2 separate regions of the Zea mays genome follow, and region 2 is linked to region 1. The links are chromatin contacts, called in public Hi-C maps. All regions are on one chromosome and are shown on one strand. Each heading gives the region's core, a stretch centred on a gene start, on an enhancer-like site or on the middle of the called end of the contact. The rest is flanking DNA. Distances are from core to core; before and after follow the strand shown. Region 1 holds the start of LOC100281116 (ATP-dependent Clp protease ATP-binding subunit clpX). Region 2 holds the start of LOC103626898 (E3 ubiquitin-protein ligase SINAT5-like).

Region 1 (7,702 bases), core at 3,597-6,096:
TGGCCTTTGCCACCTTCCGCCGGGGGCCCGACCTTATGGAAGTAGCGTCGAAGCATGACACATTCCTCAAGGGTGTGCTTGACGGGACCCTGGTGATAGGGGCACGACTCCTTGAGCATCTTGTCGAACAGGTTGGCCCCTCCGGGAGGCTTCCGAGGGTTCCTGTGCTCGGTGGCAGCGACAAGATCTGCGTCGGCGGCGTCGCGCTTTGCTCGCGACTTCTTCTTGTCCTTCTTCTTCGTGCCGTGCTGGGTGGACGTCTCGGGGACATCTTCCTGCTGGCGTCCCTGAGGCTACTTGTCCTTCCGGAAGATGGCCTCGACCGCCTCCTGACCAGAGGCGAACTTGGTGGCGATGTCCATCATCTCGCTCACCTTGGTGGGAGTCTTGCGACCCAGTTTGCTCACCAGGTCGTGGCAAGTGGTGCCGGCGAGGAACGCCCCGATGACATCCGAGTCGGTGATGTTGGGCAGCTCGGTGCGCTGCTTCGAAAACCGCCGGATGTACTCCCGCAGGGATTTCCCTGGCTGCTGGCGGCAGCTTCGGAGATCCCAGGAGTTCCTAGGGCGCACGTACGTGCCCTGGAAGTTTCCAGCGAAGGCTTTGACCAGATCGTCCCAGTTGGAGATCTGCGCAAGAGGCAGATGCTCTAGCCAGGCTCGGGCGGCGTCGGAGAGGAACAAGGGGAGGTTGCGGATGATGAGGTTGTCATCGTCCGTTCCACCCAGCTGGCAGGCCAGCCGATAGTCTGCAAGCCACAACTCCGGCCTTGTTTCCCTCGAGTACTTGGTGATGGTAGTCGGGGCTCGGAACTGGGTCGAGAACGGCGCCCGTCGTATGGCCCGGCTGAAGGCTTGCAGACCTGGTGGTTCGGGCGAGGGGCTCCGATCCTCCTCACTGTCGTAGCGTCCCCACGCCTGGGGTGGTAGCCTCGGTGCACCTTCTCGTCGAGGCGGGCTCGATGGTCGCGGCGGCGGTGTTCGTTGCCGAGGCGACCCGGGGCTGCAGGCGTCGCGTCCCGCGTGCACCCGGTGTGGACCGAGGCTTCCCGCATGAATCGGGAAGTTGCTACGCGATGCTCCGAGGGGCACCCTTGCCTTCGGGAGGCAGAGCTCTCGGCCCGTCGGACCGCAGCGTCCTCTAGGAGATTCTTGAGTTCTCCTTGGATACGCCGCCCCTCGGTGGTGGATGGCTCCGGCATCGCTCAGAGCAGTATTGCCGCTGTAGCCAAATTCTGGCCGACCCCACTGGAAGCCAGGGGCAGCCTTGCCCTGGCATCGTCAGCGATACGGCGCTGGTCGTCCCGAGCCTGATGATGCGCTTCTCCGGCTAGTGCTCGACCTGCCCACTCCTGCTCGATGTTCTGCCGGAGCTGCACAAGTTGTCCTGCTTCCTCGTCGAGCTTGGCCTGCATCTCGCGGATTTGCTCGAGCTGTGTGTCCTGACCCCCCGCAGGGACTGGGACCACAACTAGCTCTCGCAGGATGTCAACGCGAGGCGCAGGCCCAGGGGGATCGTCATCCTCCGGCATACCAAGGTGGTTGCCTTCGTCGTGACCCCCTAGATCGACGTGGAAACATTCGCGACTTGGGCCACAACCCTCGTCGTCAAGGCTGTGGCCATCATCGGAGCAATCGGAGAGGCAGTAGTCACATGCGGTCATGAAGTCTCGCATGGCACTAGGAGCGCGGAGCCCGGAGAAATCCCAACCAGAGTCGGGCTCGTCTTCTTCCTCGGAACCCGGGGGCCCGTAGGTCGAGACGGCCGTCAGTCGGTCCCAGGTTGACCACATATGGTACCCCGGAAGGTTAGGATATGCCTTTATGAAAGCGCTCACCGAAGCGGGGTCGCTTGGTGGATCGAAGCTGAATCTAAAAGGTACACGGTGGAAAACGGATGGTACCTCTCGATTGACGGACGGTGACGAAGTCGCGTCGGGGACGGACTGCACCATTATCTCAGGTACGAGGCTAACGCCCAGCAAGTCCTTCGCGAGTGTGCTGACGTCATCTGTCCGCTTGGGGTTGGCACGTTGCGGGGAAACGACACTCGCCGTCGTCTCAGGCGCGAGGTCAACGCCCGACATGTCCCCCGCTGGGGTGCCGGCGTCGTCGACTCGCTCGACAGCCGACGAGATGCCGCCTCCTACCTGGCCACGATTGCCCCGTCTCCTCCTCCTGCGGCGAGGAGGGTGGCGGGACAAACCCGGATGCTGCTCTTCCGCCACGGGGGGAAGACGTCGTCGAGTCCGCTGCCGCCGGGCGGGCTGATGGCCGTCGTTGTCGCTGCCGCGCTGCGGGGGAAGGAGTACCATGTCGTAGCTGCCGTCGAGGGACATGAACTCGAGACTCCCAAAACGGAGCAGCGTCCTGGGCTGAAGAGGTTGCTGGAGACTACCCATATGGAGCTCAACGGGAAGTTGTTCGTCAACACGCAGCAGGCCCCTACCTGGCGCGCCAACTGTCGGCGTTTCGACCCCGGGGAGTCCCTGGACCGACGAGTAAAAATTGTTGCTGCGTGTCCCAGTCCAGATGGGTTGGCACGAGATGGAACACAAGGGGGCAAAACGCGGCTTGTGTTATCCTGTGCCAGGGGGATGCGCTTGCAGTAGCGGTTACAAGCGCTCGCGAGGGAGAGAGAGAGAGTGGGCCTGTTCGTCAGCCCGTCCTCCCGCGCGACGGCCCTCCCGCATGAGGGCCCTGGACCTTCCTTTTATAGATACAAGGAGAGGGTCCAGGTGTACAATGGGGGTGTAGCTATACGCTAACGTGTCCGGCAGAGAGGTGCCTGAGCCCTGTGTACATGCCAACGTGGCTGTCGGAGAGGTGCTAGAGCCCTGTGCACACGGTATCGTGGCCGTCGGAGGAGCGCTTGAGCCCTGTAGAAGCACAGCTGTCGGGGCTGCTGGGACCTTGCTGACGTCTCCTTGCTTCCGTAGGGGCTGAGAACCACTGTCGTCATGGACGCACGCGGGGAGCCATCATTACTTGTTACCGGGGCGAGCCTGGACGGGATGCCGATCTTGTTCCCCGTAGCCTGAGCCGGCTAGGGGTAGGGTAATGATGTACCCCTCGTGGCGTGGTCGGTCCGAGCCCAAGGTCGGGCGAGGCGGAGACTCCTACTGAGGCCGAGGCCGGGGTCGGGCGAGGACGCGATTCCTCCCGAGGTCGAGGTTGAGGCCGAGCCCTGGGGTCGGGCGAGGCGGAGACCACCTTCCGAGGTCGAGGCGGGGGCCGAGCCCTGGGGTCGGGCGAGGCGGAGACTTCCTCCTGAGGCCGAGGCCCAAGGTCGGGCGTGGTGAAGTTTCCTGTTGCGCTTGAGGCTGGACTTAGCTGTTGTTAGCCCCACCCCGGCGGGTGGTACAACAATCGGAGAGGGGCGAGCGGCGCTGTTTTCCTGTCAGGTCGGTCAGTGGAAGGGCGAAATGACTGCGGTCACTTCGACCTTGCCGACTGAGGCACGTGTGTCAGGATAAGGCGTCAGGCGATCCTCGCATTGAATGCGTCTGCGATACGGTCGGTTGGTAAGGCGATTTGGCCAAGGTTGCTTCACAGCGAAGCCTGCCCGAGCTGGGCTTTGGGCGAGTCGAGGGTGCACCCGTTGCTTGAGGAGGCCCTCGAGCGAGGCGTGAATTCGCCTGGACTACTGTTCCCGCCCGAGGCTGGGCTTGGGCGAGGCGAGATCGCGTCCCTTGAGTAGACGAAGCCTTGGCCTGAATTGCGCCCATCAGTCTCTGCAACTTGTACTGATGGTGGTTACCAGCCGTGTTTAGGAGCGTTGGTGGTACCCCTAATTACGGTACCCGACAATTAGATTTGTGGAGTGTCACTTTCATACAATAGTAAATATACTATTAAAATAATCATTAGCTTTAAAAAATTTGAGATATTAAGATCAATAATGTGTTGTTCCTTATACACTAACTTTTTTATCGAATAATTTGTGTGGTGTCGCTAGAGATGTCAATGGGGAATTCTCCACCGGGATATAGCATCCCATACCCATCCCATCATGCTTGATCCATCCCCATACCCATCCCCATACCCATCATGGGTGCAAAACTCATCCCATACCCGTCCTCATTCGGGTTTCGGGTCCCCATTCCCAATTAAGGGATAACTAGGTACTAACAGCTAGCACAAACTATCCAGATTTTAGACATTACCACATCGGCGAGCACTCATCCATGAACCATAATCCATTCATCCATCCATCAGAAAAGAAATCAGTACGTCGGGACCGATAGAAGAAAATGAGAAATGGAGTCTACTCACATTCCTTGGTCACCATCTAAGTTCGTTGGCACCTGAGAATATATGGTCGTCACCGTCGTTCTAGGCTTCAAGCAGTCGGCGATGCTCGTCGTCGCCAGTGAAGTCGCCAGTGTGCAGTGCTAGCACAACTGTCCAGGCCTGCGGCGGTTGGCCGGCTAGACAGGGTGTAGCGTATGGCTGGTTATTTTAGAGTTTTGTTTTTTACTAGTCTACTAGTTGCTTTACCGTGTTGCTTTGTTGGGCTAGGACATAGGACCTGGTGCGTTGTCGTGCTGGGTTTGGTGGCCGGCTCGGCCTCAACTTATTCATACAAACAAGACAAATGTACACGTATAAAATACCCATGGGTAATCTGGTTCGAATTATTGCTTCCCAAATCCGTACCGTTTACCCAATGGATAAAGATTTTATCCTATATTTATATCTATATGAACAATTTTTGTCTCATACCTATATCTTAACAGAGGAATTCTACACGGGTTAGCGAGTATTGGGTCCCATTGACATCTCTAGGTGTCACGGGCATTTACCGGTCCACAAATATTTCCCTACCTCTGCTTTCATTCGATTCATTCCAGTCCACCCTCCCTTCCCCGCACGAAACCCCCACCAGTATTCATCCATGTCAGCCGCCGTCCGCTCCCGCGCCGCAGCGGCCGCCCTCTCGGCCGCGCGCCGCATCCACGCTGGCCACGCCGCGGGGCAGAAGCAGCAGGGCAGCAACAGCACTGGCGCCTTTCGCCGACCTTGGACCCTCTTCAGGCGCCAGCAGCAGGAGGAGCGGAGCCACGTTCCCCGCGCCGCCGCTCCTGTCCTGGATGCTGTCGCCGATCACAGGGCCGGCGGTTCGGACGGTGCGGAGCCCCCAGAGATCTGGCGACAGCCCGGAGAAGCCCCTGTCGCTCCCGAGGGTGTGGGCGCCGTCGGGAGGATCGACGTGGTTAGGGTTGCAGCCCCCGGTGGGGAAGACTTTGATGGAAAGGACGGGGGCGGGGAAAGCGGGGGTTGGGGTGGCTCTAACCTGGGACGACGGTTTCCCACGCCCAAGGAGATTTGCCGTGGGCTGGACAAGTTTGTCATCGGCCAGCAGCGAGCCAAGAAGGTAAATACTAAACCCCTCGGAAATTTTGTGTCTGATTTTATCTGATTAGACTTTGGAGTTACCGTCTTATCTACTCAGGTCCAGTTTATGTGTTTGTCCCATTAATTTCTCTGAAATTTGTTTAAAATATAGCCATTTGTAAGTATCTTTGATGGTTAATCCACTAGCACCCATCTGCATGTATCAATTGTTAATACTTCTGTGCATATTGATTGTCAAAGTCTCTAAAGTTTCACCAAATCTGTAAGGGTTTTATGCTGATGCGGATCAGCACACATGCATCAAGTTGTATTACTTCATATTTGTTCTCCTACCATTTTAGGCCCTGTTTGGAACCTCTAAAACTAATAGTTAGCTACTAAAAATTAGTTGTTGGGTTCCAAACAGCCTCAGCTAATACCGCAGCTAATTGTTAGCTACCTCACAACTAACATTTAGTTCATTAGCTGGCTCAACCCAGCTAATAATTTATTAGCTGGCTAACTATTAGCTCTAGGGGTTCCAAACAGGGCCTTAGTGCCCCTAGGCTATATTTTTCAGATTATTTAATAACCCTGTTTTCTCTCTCTTAATGCAGGTGTTGTCAGTAGCAGTTTATAATCACTATAAAAGGATCTATTGTGAATCACTCATCAACAGGTAGGTTTTGAGTAAACATCAGTTTCCTGAGAGCTATGTAGCATCAGTTTGTAAATCGAACAGAACATGCGGTCTGCAGGTCTGCTGCGGATTGCAGTCAGAGTGATTCTTGCACGAGTGACACCGACATGGTAGAGCTTGAGAAAAGCAATATTCTTGTCATGGGACCAACGGGCTCGGGTACATGCTCTTATCTCTTGACTACGTTAGTGTTGTATTTTGCAATCATCTAACACTGTCCATAAATAAAAAATGTTTTGAAATTAATCATGTACGTAAAACTTTGTTTTGCACAATCATTTCCTCTCTTTTTCTCTGTTCAGTTCGTGTGGCTATGCTAACTCTGTTTTATTGGAAAGCTGTTTTAGCTTTGCAGAGACATGTATGTCTAAAACGAGCAACTCTTGCGGTGGTTATTATCACACTGCCTATTAGCCATACAATCATGCACCTATCGTATAGTGATATGCTATTTTTGGTAGAATTTCCAAACGATCCAAGTAGTACACATTTGAGATTTTCTGAACATAGTATATGATGTCTGATTTATTTGAATTTGAAATTGAGTTTTCATCTTCTTTTCTGTCTTATAATAATTGGTACATTCTACTGGATGGAACGAAATATGCAATAGTATTGCAGTTGAGTATCCACCTTTCATTTAACTTGTTCTATGCAATCATAATCTTGTGGTCCTTATGTTATGAATGTCTTATTAGTCTAAAATCTTTCCCGAAGTCAGGGAAAACATTGCTGGCAAAAACACTGGCAAGATTTGTGAACGTGCCCTTCGTTATAGCTGATGCGACAAGCCTCACTCAGGTATACTGAATTATGTCTGTTTATCAATTCATTAACCCCGTTCCTGCTGACGTAGTTTGTCTGTGGATTTTGTTCATGCTACAAATTTAAAGGCACATGATTATAAGTTTAGTATCTTAAGTGTCATGCTTGCTACTATCCTTATACTTAATTATGTTTTTGTTAATTCAGAACTTTGTTCTTACAATTTTTCCAGTGTACCAGACGATATTTCGTTCCTGCTACAATTTTTTTATATAGAACGCGCAGGAGAACTGCGCATCTTATACATTAGAGAGGAAAAGAAACCTTACAAAAGAGGAGATGTTGCTGAGCAAATCTCCCAAAGACCCACATAAACCCGAAGGTAATTACAGATTGGTACTGAAACTTGACCCGACCTCGCCCAGAGCAGCAACTAAGCCCATGCTCCCAATCTCCTTAGCTCCTGCTATTGCCCAGCAAACGCACTCATCCGAGAAACACCTAAAAATCCTGGGTAAGGATGGAGTCTCCTGCTACAAATTAAAGAGCAGATGATTATAATCTTACCATCTTTTTAAGTTTCATTTTTCTGATCCCTTCTTTGCTGACATTGAGACTAATATCCTGATATTTAAAACCATTGTGCATGCTCTTGTGAAGGTTTCATCGGTTCCATTCATATTTTATGATTTCTTATCCAGTTCTTTATTCCACTGGAGACATGGAGTAGATTGTTTGCTATTTTTTAATATGATTTTTTGTTCAGCTGCTCTTTTTTTCCCGAAAAACGCAGGAGAACTGCGCCTCATTATATTAAGAAGGAAAAAAAGGTCTAAGAAGACCAGGTACAATAAGACAGACTTCCTTACGGAGGCCGAAAAATCAGAAAACCAAAATAATC
Region 2 (7,702 bases), core at 1,625-4,124, 230 kb before region 1:
TGATAAAACAAGGCATGACTGAAGGCAATCCAAGAGATAACTATAACTTAGTTCAAACATAGATAAAGCATAACTTCCTTGATTATGTAGTAGAACTAGAATATGAGAAAAAAATTGTTTCCTTAGCTGTGGTGATTTAACTTATTTCCAATGAGGAATGTTCAAGACAACAAAAGGTAAGATATAAAAACATCTGCATTATTAATAAAAAAAGCAATCAAGAGAACTACAAATATATGTGGATACTTACAGTTAGCATCCAAGTTGCATTTTCAACCTCTCTTGGATTGGACTTGACATAGCGGTGATTAAATGTACATCCAGAGTGCATGTCCACTTTATGATCATCTCGCAGATGTGCCACAAGAAAAGAAATATCCCCAACAACTGAGCATTCAGAACCAGCATAAGGGCAGTTGTATGGCCTAAAATTACACTGTGATTCATGCTTGAGTTTGCTGTAGTATGGGAAGACTTCTGAACATCCAAGAGAGTAGTATTTGCAGGGGAGCTCAAGTGATTCAGCCACCTTCTCTAATGCCAGACACCTGATGTCACCTAGCTCTTGTCGACAAGTTGGGCAGCGGTTGTGCACCCGAGTTTTGCAGGTGGAACATAGAGTATGACCATTTTGGCACTGTAACATAGGGAAACATTTCAGTTTGTAACAGGCTAATTTTTATGTCGATTGTTGAACCATGGGATTCAAATGCTAAACCTAGAAAATTCAAAGTTTCATATAATAAATGCTAAAACTAGGATGTATTTTCTCATTACATGGTTTCCAGAAGAGAAGAATAACAGGGAACAGAAAATAGATATATCAACAAATATATATTGTTCAATGTAGTAGAGCAAAATAGGATTATACTACTACAACGGATATGAAAGATTGCCCCTTCTAGTAAATGCTATTGGTCAGTCAAGCAGATCATTTTCACAAAGTAGATAGAAATTTTTTCCTCTTCACTTCCAAATGGGAATTTTATATATAGACTAACAAGAAAAGGACCTCAAAAACAAATTTTGAAGATGCATAATCAGCACCCAAACTACTAAAGGGAACTGCATAAGTTATCAAGCAACAGGAAACTTATTGGTCAAGATTTTTACTGGTCAGTTCAGAATCAAACATGAAAGCATTAGAGCATCCCATGGTAGAATGAATCCTGTGCTATTTGTGTCTGCAAAAAGACACAGTTGGAATCGTTGTATGCTATTCAGGAAAGTATCATAAGACATTAATAAAATCTTATCAATACATAAGGTTATTGAAACGCACTCTGGTGAGGAATATATAAGGAGAGCGTCAAGTAAATCAATTGTCAATTATTAAAATGTTCAATTTTGGAGAGACAAAATTGGCTGTGGGAACTACGCAATACTGCAATAGCAGTAATCCACAAAGAATTTGGCAGGCTCAGAGGAATCTAAAATACATGGCAGTAACTTAAAGAACAATTGACCTGATTAAACCAAAAGGACATCTCTACTTCTCTAGTTTGCAAACATTGTATCTTCCTCTTGGGTACGGGCATGAAAGCACGCACACACAGCATCCATAAAAACACAAATAAACTAGAAAAGGAAACTGTTGGGATTTTTTTATTAGATATAGAAGGGCATAGATGTTGCTTCCAAAGGAACACGTCACTTCATAAACATCTGCCCTAACCCTCATTCTTGCTTCCCAGTGTTAAATTCACTTCAAGCATTGAATGGACGAATGACATGAATGACGAGGCTAATTCAATCCTCATCTATTAATGCTCTGCCCCACATTCTGATTCCAGGCACAAGCTGACAAGCATAAACTCAAACGAGGTGCTACTCCTTGCGGCACACTGATTTCATTCGAAGACTAGAGACCACTGAGGAACAGAAACACAATCCATTACTACAAACAAATATGGAAGGAAACTAGATTGACAACATCGATAATTCGAGACAATTACAATATCTTAGATTCTCTGTATCTAAACTGCAATTATCACACAGTTAGCTATATGGAAAATTTAACTATTTTCCACTATTTAAAGGTGGGTGGCAAATTTTTTACCAAATCAGTGACTATGATGTCATGACACAAATTAAATGAGTGCTACAGTAAGTGGCAAAAATCGAATGTCCCGCTATATCGGTGGTTTGCAGGATGCAGAGGATGGGCAAGACGCATTTGCGATAGATGAAGAAAGGAAAGTTATTCCCCTATCAAATGTACCGATTACGCATGCCTGGGACAGAAAGATCGCGGGGAATTAAGCGGCCAGGTCTCCCCATGACCAAGAACCGCGAGCACAAGCAACAAAGATCCTAACCCTATATTGGAAGTAGCAACAGATCACGCAACCTCAGCCTTGGTAGGGCTAACATGCCAAGATCCCGAAACGAAGGCACTAAAGGAATCGGAGCGGGGCGCACCTGGTGGATAGGCGGGTACATGGAATTGGTGCAGACGGGGCACTCGAGCAGCTCGTGCACGCCCGTGGCTGGCGAAATCACCAGCGAACCCGCTCCCGCTACCGGCCCGGCGGCACCGACGCGGTCGGAGACGACGACCACGTTGACGGCGGCAGTACCGGCGGTGGAGGAGGATTTGAGGAAGGGGCGAGGGAGCTGGGACGAGGTGACGGCGTCGGTGTCGTCGTCCCCCATGCTGTCGGAGTAGGACATGCACTCGATGCTGTCCAGCTCCATGTTCCGCAGCAGATCGGGCCGAGAATCTTGACGGGTGCCCAACTTGTGCCGAGGCTCAGATTCGGCTCTCTCTCCGCCCTTCCTCGCGCGGGTCCGGATTGTTGCACCAGGTGCTCCGGGCTCCGAGGACTCGATCGAAGAACTCCACGGGCGCGGGCGGCGAGGGGACAGGGCAAGGGGAGCGTAGCAAAGGGGATGACAGACCAGGTGGGCTGTGGGTGTGAAGGGATGAAACGGGGGGAAGAGGGACTGAGGGAGGAATGTGTGTGGGGTCGGCGGTTGCGGCGGGTGGTGGTGGGGGCATGATGCGGTGGGGGTACCCAGCACGCGGCGTGGCGTACTGTCGTGGTGCCTTTTTCGGGTGGGTTTTTTATGACGGTCTGCAGGCAGACTGCTGTTGTGTGTGTGGTGTGGTGCGGCGCACGTTCAAATTTGAACCTGTCGACCGGCGGACGCAGGACCGCGGGCGTGGGCTGGCCGCAGTCAGACTGTCAGAGCACATGTCTTTCAGGAATTTGATGTGAGAGCGTTTGGTTATTGGCCCATTTTAAAAATCCAAATAACGCTACACTTGTATAGATTTTTCAAATATAAAAGATAGCAAAGCTATACAGCTCTAAGCCTCCACATTATATATATACCAACGCTATTTGTCACCTAGGGTAAAGCTTCACCTGGACCAAGGCAGAGCTCTCAGTGTGGCAAGATATGACATCCGCCATACCTTAATTTTCTAGTGAATTTACCCCAAAATCACTGTGTACCATAAGCACATATAAGGAAATTAAGTTTCGCTACGAGAAACTTACCATCGGCGGTCGGAGTAAGAACAAAAACGCATGTACTTTACGAACCGTTACCAGGCCTCCAGGCTGCTACTCTCTATGGGCCTTTTGGCCTTTGCTTGGCACGTTGACAGTTGACTACGACCTTCTTGCTAGCTAGCTGGACTTGGAGCCAACCACATGAGTACAGTTTGTCAGACGTATGCTAGGATTACTTCACCAAATCACTGTTTTGTGTCTCCATGGCTCAGATGTCCATCGCTCAGTTATCTTTCTGTCTCCCACAGCACCAAGGTCGCCCGTTCATCGCAAGGGTTGAGCAACAGTCATGGCATCTTCGACGAGACTGTGATGGTGGTGGTTGCGCAGTGGATCTCCTATCTATGCCACTGAGTGAAAAATCATTGCTATGTTTCGTCATACCTTAGATCTTTTCCGTCCTCCGCCACTGACCCGAACCCAGCCGCGCCCCCGACGCTGGGATCAGCTTGACCCGCGCGAGGGCCACGTGCTGGCGGCCAACACGATAGGCTCAGATCCAAAAAAAGGCGGCAAAAAACAACGCGCGGACGCGCCCTCTCACCCCACCCCGACCAATATAAAAGCGGACGGGCTTCGATCCCGATGTAACCCTAAAAATAAAAAATATTATTGGTGCTGTCGCCGCTGCCCGACTTCGATTCACGTCGAGTGCACCCACCGACAGTCAGTAAGATCGATCGCGAGCCGTTGTCTTCCTTTCGCGGTGATCGTCATCTGTTGTTGACTTAGGAGGTACGATCTGACAGTAAGTTCCTGAAAGGGAAATGTGCCCTTGGGACATTTCCAGTTGTTTTGGTGATTAAATGCTCAACACATTACTAAGAACTAGCACTGCTCTTATGAGCATGAGCACAGGTGGTTAGAAAAGCAAATTGAAGCAAATGTACGTTTCTAGCACTTAGTTATTTGTTTTAGGTGCTAACAATGTTCATCTAAGTGCTAGGGAACTTCTCAAGTCAAGCAAAAATGTAGTGAAGAAGGTTGGCTAAGTATGGCCAAACTTGGACCAGTCTCGACCTCACCGGACAGTCACCCGAGACGTGCTCAGGCGAGTCAGGACAGCGCTCGGGTGAAATGTCACACCCGGTTTTGGAAGGTAAACCGAATGCGAATCATGTACGTGCTAGGATCAGAAATTTCACGTACATGGCGATTACATAAATGACTCATCATAGCACAAATGCTTCGAATAACAATAAAGAGTAAGTAATGATATTAAAGACTAGAGTCATTTACATAATATAAATCAAAGTGCATATAATAGAAATGTAGCCAACGTAAATTAACCCACCATAGGCAGCTGACTGGGGAGGTCGCTAGCCTAATCCTCGAACTCGTCGAAGTCCTGGAACTCCTGGAGATCCGCCTTGACGTCTTCTTCTCCTTCTTTACCTGAGCATAGATTGCACCAAAGGCAGCCTGGTGTTTTGTGAAAGCAAGGGTGAGTACACATCAACGTACTCAATAAATGTCACGTTTGGCTGAGGTGGACTAGCTTTATGTGGAGTTAAGCTCAAGCAGTTGCTTTTAGTTGGTCATTTATTTATTATTAGTGGAAGCCAAGTTTTAGTAATAGCCAACTCGTGAACCATTTCCTCATCGAGGAACATCATGATCATCATCAAACCAAAAACATTAATAGAACCATTGAATCTCGAACCAGATGTATCTCTAATCAAAGAGGATCTCAATGCCGCTCATAACCGTGAGCACGGCTGATATATCAGTTTCATTCCCTCTGCAGAGGTCGCACACTTTACCCACGAGTCATGATTCCCTTTCTGCCCGGGGAGAGCTAATCCCCATTGACCACTACCTAGGTGGCTTGGCAGGGTATCGCTACGTAGCCTTTACAAAGACTCCCCTGGTGCATAGCTGCTCATTAGGTTTCGCCAGTCGTACAAATGCAGTACACCTCCCCAAGGTGGGTGACTAACAAAACCAAATCGAATGAACCTCTACACCCCACCTTAGCAGAGCGAGCACTACGCCCCGGCCCCCATTGACGGCCCTCCGGCAAAGCCAACTATACCCTTAGGTTCATCAAATTAATCAGCTAAGGGCGTCCCATTCCACCCTCATGGCTGCGCTGTTATCCCGGGTGGTCACTCCACGAACAGGTCTTTACGGAGAGGTACTCAGGAAAATGGCCTGAGTCCCCTAAAGTATCACAATATCATCATCGGGATAACATCATCGTATCATAAATGTTCACATCATGTTCATTGATTAAGTTGAAGCAATAGCATAACCTAACCATAATAACCCAAAAGGTAATCAAGGAAAAGGTAAATACAAAACTAGTCAATCCTTAGGTTTCAATTAAGTAATGCGGGACAGTGAATTATAAAGTAAGTAGGACATAATAGGTCAGACGACACTTGCCTTCACCAAACAGATGCTCAGGATCTTCAACCTCATAGAACTCAGAGAGCTTGATCACTTGGTCGCCAACGCTTGATCGTCGATTCCTCAAAGCGCGGAAACAAATCGCGATCTAATCGCAACGCGAAGCGAAGACGAACAAGCACAAGCAAACATATATATATATATATATATATATATATATATATATATATATATATATATATATATATATATATTGTTGGGACCATGCTTCGTTGCCGAAGGTCCTGCAGGAAGAAACACCTTCAGCAAATCTGTTTATATGTGGTACCGAAGCTACCGCTCATGAAGCTTCGATATTATAACGTATCCAAAGACGAAGGATCGAACCGACTTAAAGATGGAATGACTTTTTAGTCCATAAGGGTCTGAGTCATAATTGTAATCTTTTTGTAAGGGGCATGATTGTAATTTCTTACAGGCTGTGTCCTGTGCCTATAAATAGATGAACAATACTCCTTTACTGTAGACGCAATCTTGTAATTGCTAACACCTTACGCTGGAATTATTGTTTTCTGCCAAGGCGAAGGTATAAATGTACCTAAATATTATGTTTTAATATTTAAGTTCATATTATAAAATAAGTGAATAATGTTATTTATTCTTGGTATTCTATAACGTTTTATATTTTATATTTCATTTCGCATTGTTTTATCTCTAATCACGAAGGTGTGACCTTCGTGATATATTATTCATAACCTTCGTTCGAAGTTCATTAAATCCTTGGGGAAATAATGCTTCAGCGGACGAAGGGCTTTAACATTTAACATTCTATGTTGCCTTGTTCTTAATTCATAGCATTTGAGAACAAGTCCCCAACATTGGCGCCCACCTCCGGTGAACTCACTTCCACTTTTTGAGTTGATGGCTTCGTTCAAGAACCAAGCTGGAACTGCTTCGGCTCCGAAGCTGATCCTCCCGATCACAGGCGGTTCATGCTCAGAGTCGGCTAACAAGAAGCATAAGAAGGAGGCACAGAGAAGGGTACAGCATGTCGGGGTGCAAGGACCCTTCATCAAGTCAAGATGGTCTCATATCCCAATTACCTTCTCCCAAGAGGACCTTCAGCTCAAGGATTACCCTCACAATGATGCTATTGTCATATCTTGTGTCATCAAAGGATTTCTAGTCCACAATGTTTTGGTTGACATAGGCAGTGCAACCGACATTATATTTGCTAAAGCCTTCAAACAGATGCAAGAGCCAGAAGACAAGATTCATGATGCTACGCACCCTCTTTGTGGCTTCGGAGGAAGACAAATTGTAGCGCTTGGTAAGATTACCATGCCAGTGACCTTCGGATTTGTCAACAATACAAGGACTGAGCAAGTTGTGTTTGACATTGTCGACATGGAGTACCCTTACAATGCAATCATTGGTCGCGGGACACTCAATGCTTTCGAAGCAATTCTTCATCCAACATATCTTTGCATGAAGATACCTTCGGATCAAGGACCTATTGCTATTCATGGGAGTCAGGAAGCTGCCAGAAAGGCCGAAGGGAATTGGACAGATTCAAAGGCAATTCACAATATAGATGAAGCCGAAGCTTGTGAGCAGTACAAGTACAGAAGGGAGAATGCTGCTTCGGCCGATCAGCCGAAACCCATGCTTTTATGCGAAGATATCGCAGAGCAGGAGGTGTTGCCGGGATCTCAGTTGTCTGAGGAACAAGAGAAAACCATGATAAGGTTTCTGTTCAACAACAAAGATGTCTTTGCATGGTCGGCTAACGATCTCTGTGGCGTCAACAGGGATGTTATTGAACACTC

Evidence for each region. A called contact is a pair of places that touch in the nucleus more often than the background predicts.
Region 2: a contact with region 1 is called in a Hi-C map of endosperm, with 2.9 times the contacts expected there. The contact joins the promoter of LOC103626898 here to the promoter of LOC100281116 in region 1. A contact is called at or near these places in 5 of 25 Hi-C or Micro-C datasets (ear, endosperm, leaf and 2 more) and 1 of 3 datasets of contacts at active chromatin or transcription factors (leaf).

The regions. Positions count from the first base shown.
Region 1 is chr5:133,044,159-133,051,860 of Zm-B73-REFERENCE-NAM-5.0, reverse strand. It overlaps LOC100281116 (ATP-dependent Clp protease ATP-binding subunit clpX), which reads left to right and starts at 4,846. Exons shown (of 15, transcript NM_001154035.1): 1 at 4,846-5,376; 2 at 5,954-6,015; 3 at 6,095-6,195; 4 at 6,758-6,837. The coding sequence starts at 4,897.
Region 2 is chr5:133,274,588-133,282,289 of Zm-B73-REFERENCE-NAM-5.0, reverse strand. LOC103626898 (E3 ubiquitin-protein ligase SINAT5-like) reads right to left here and starts at 2,874. Exons shown (of 3, transcript NM_001319708.1): 1 at 2,422-2,874; 2 at 251-637. The coding sequence starts at 2,697.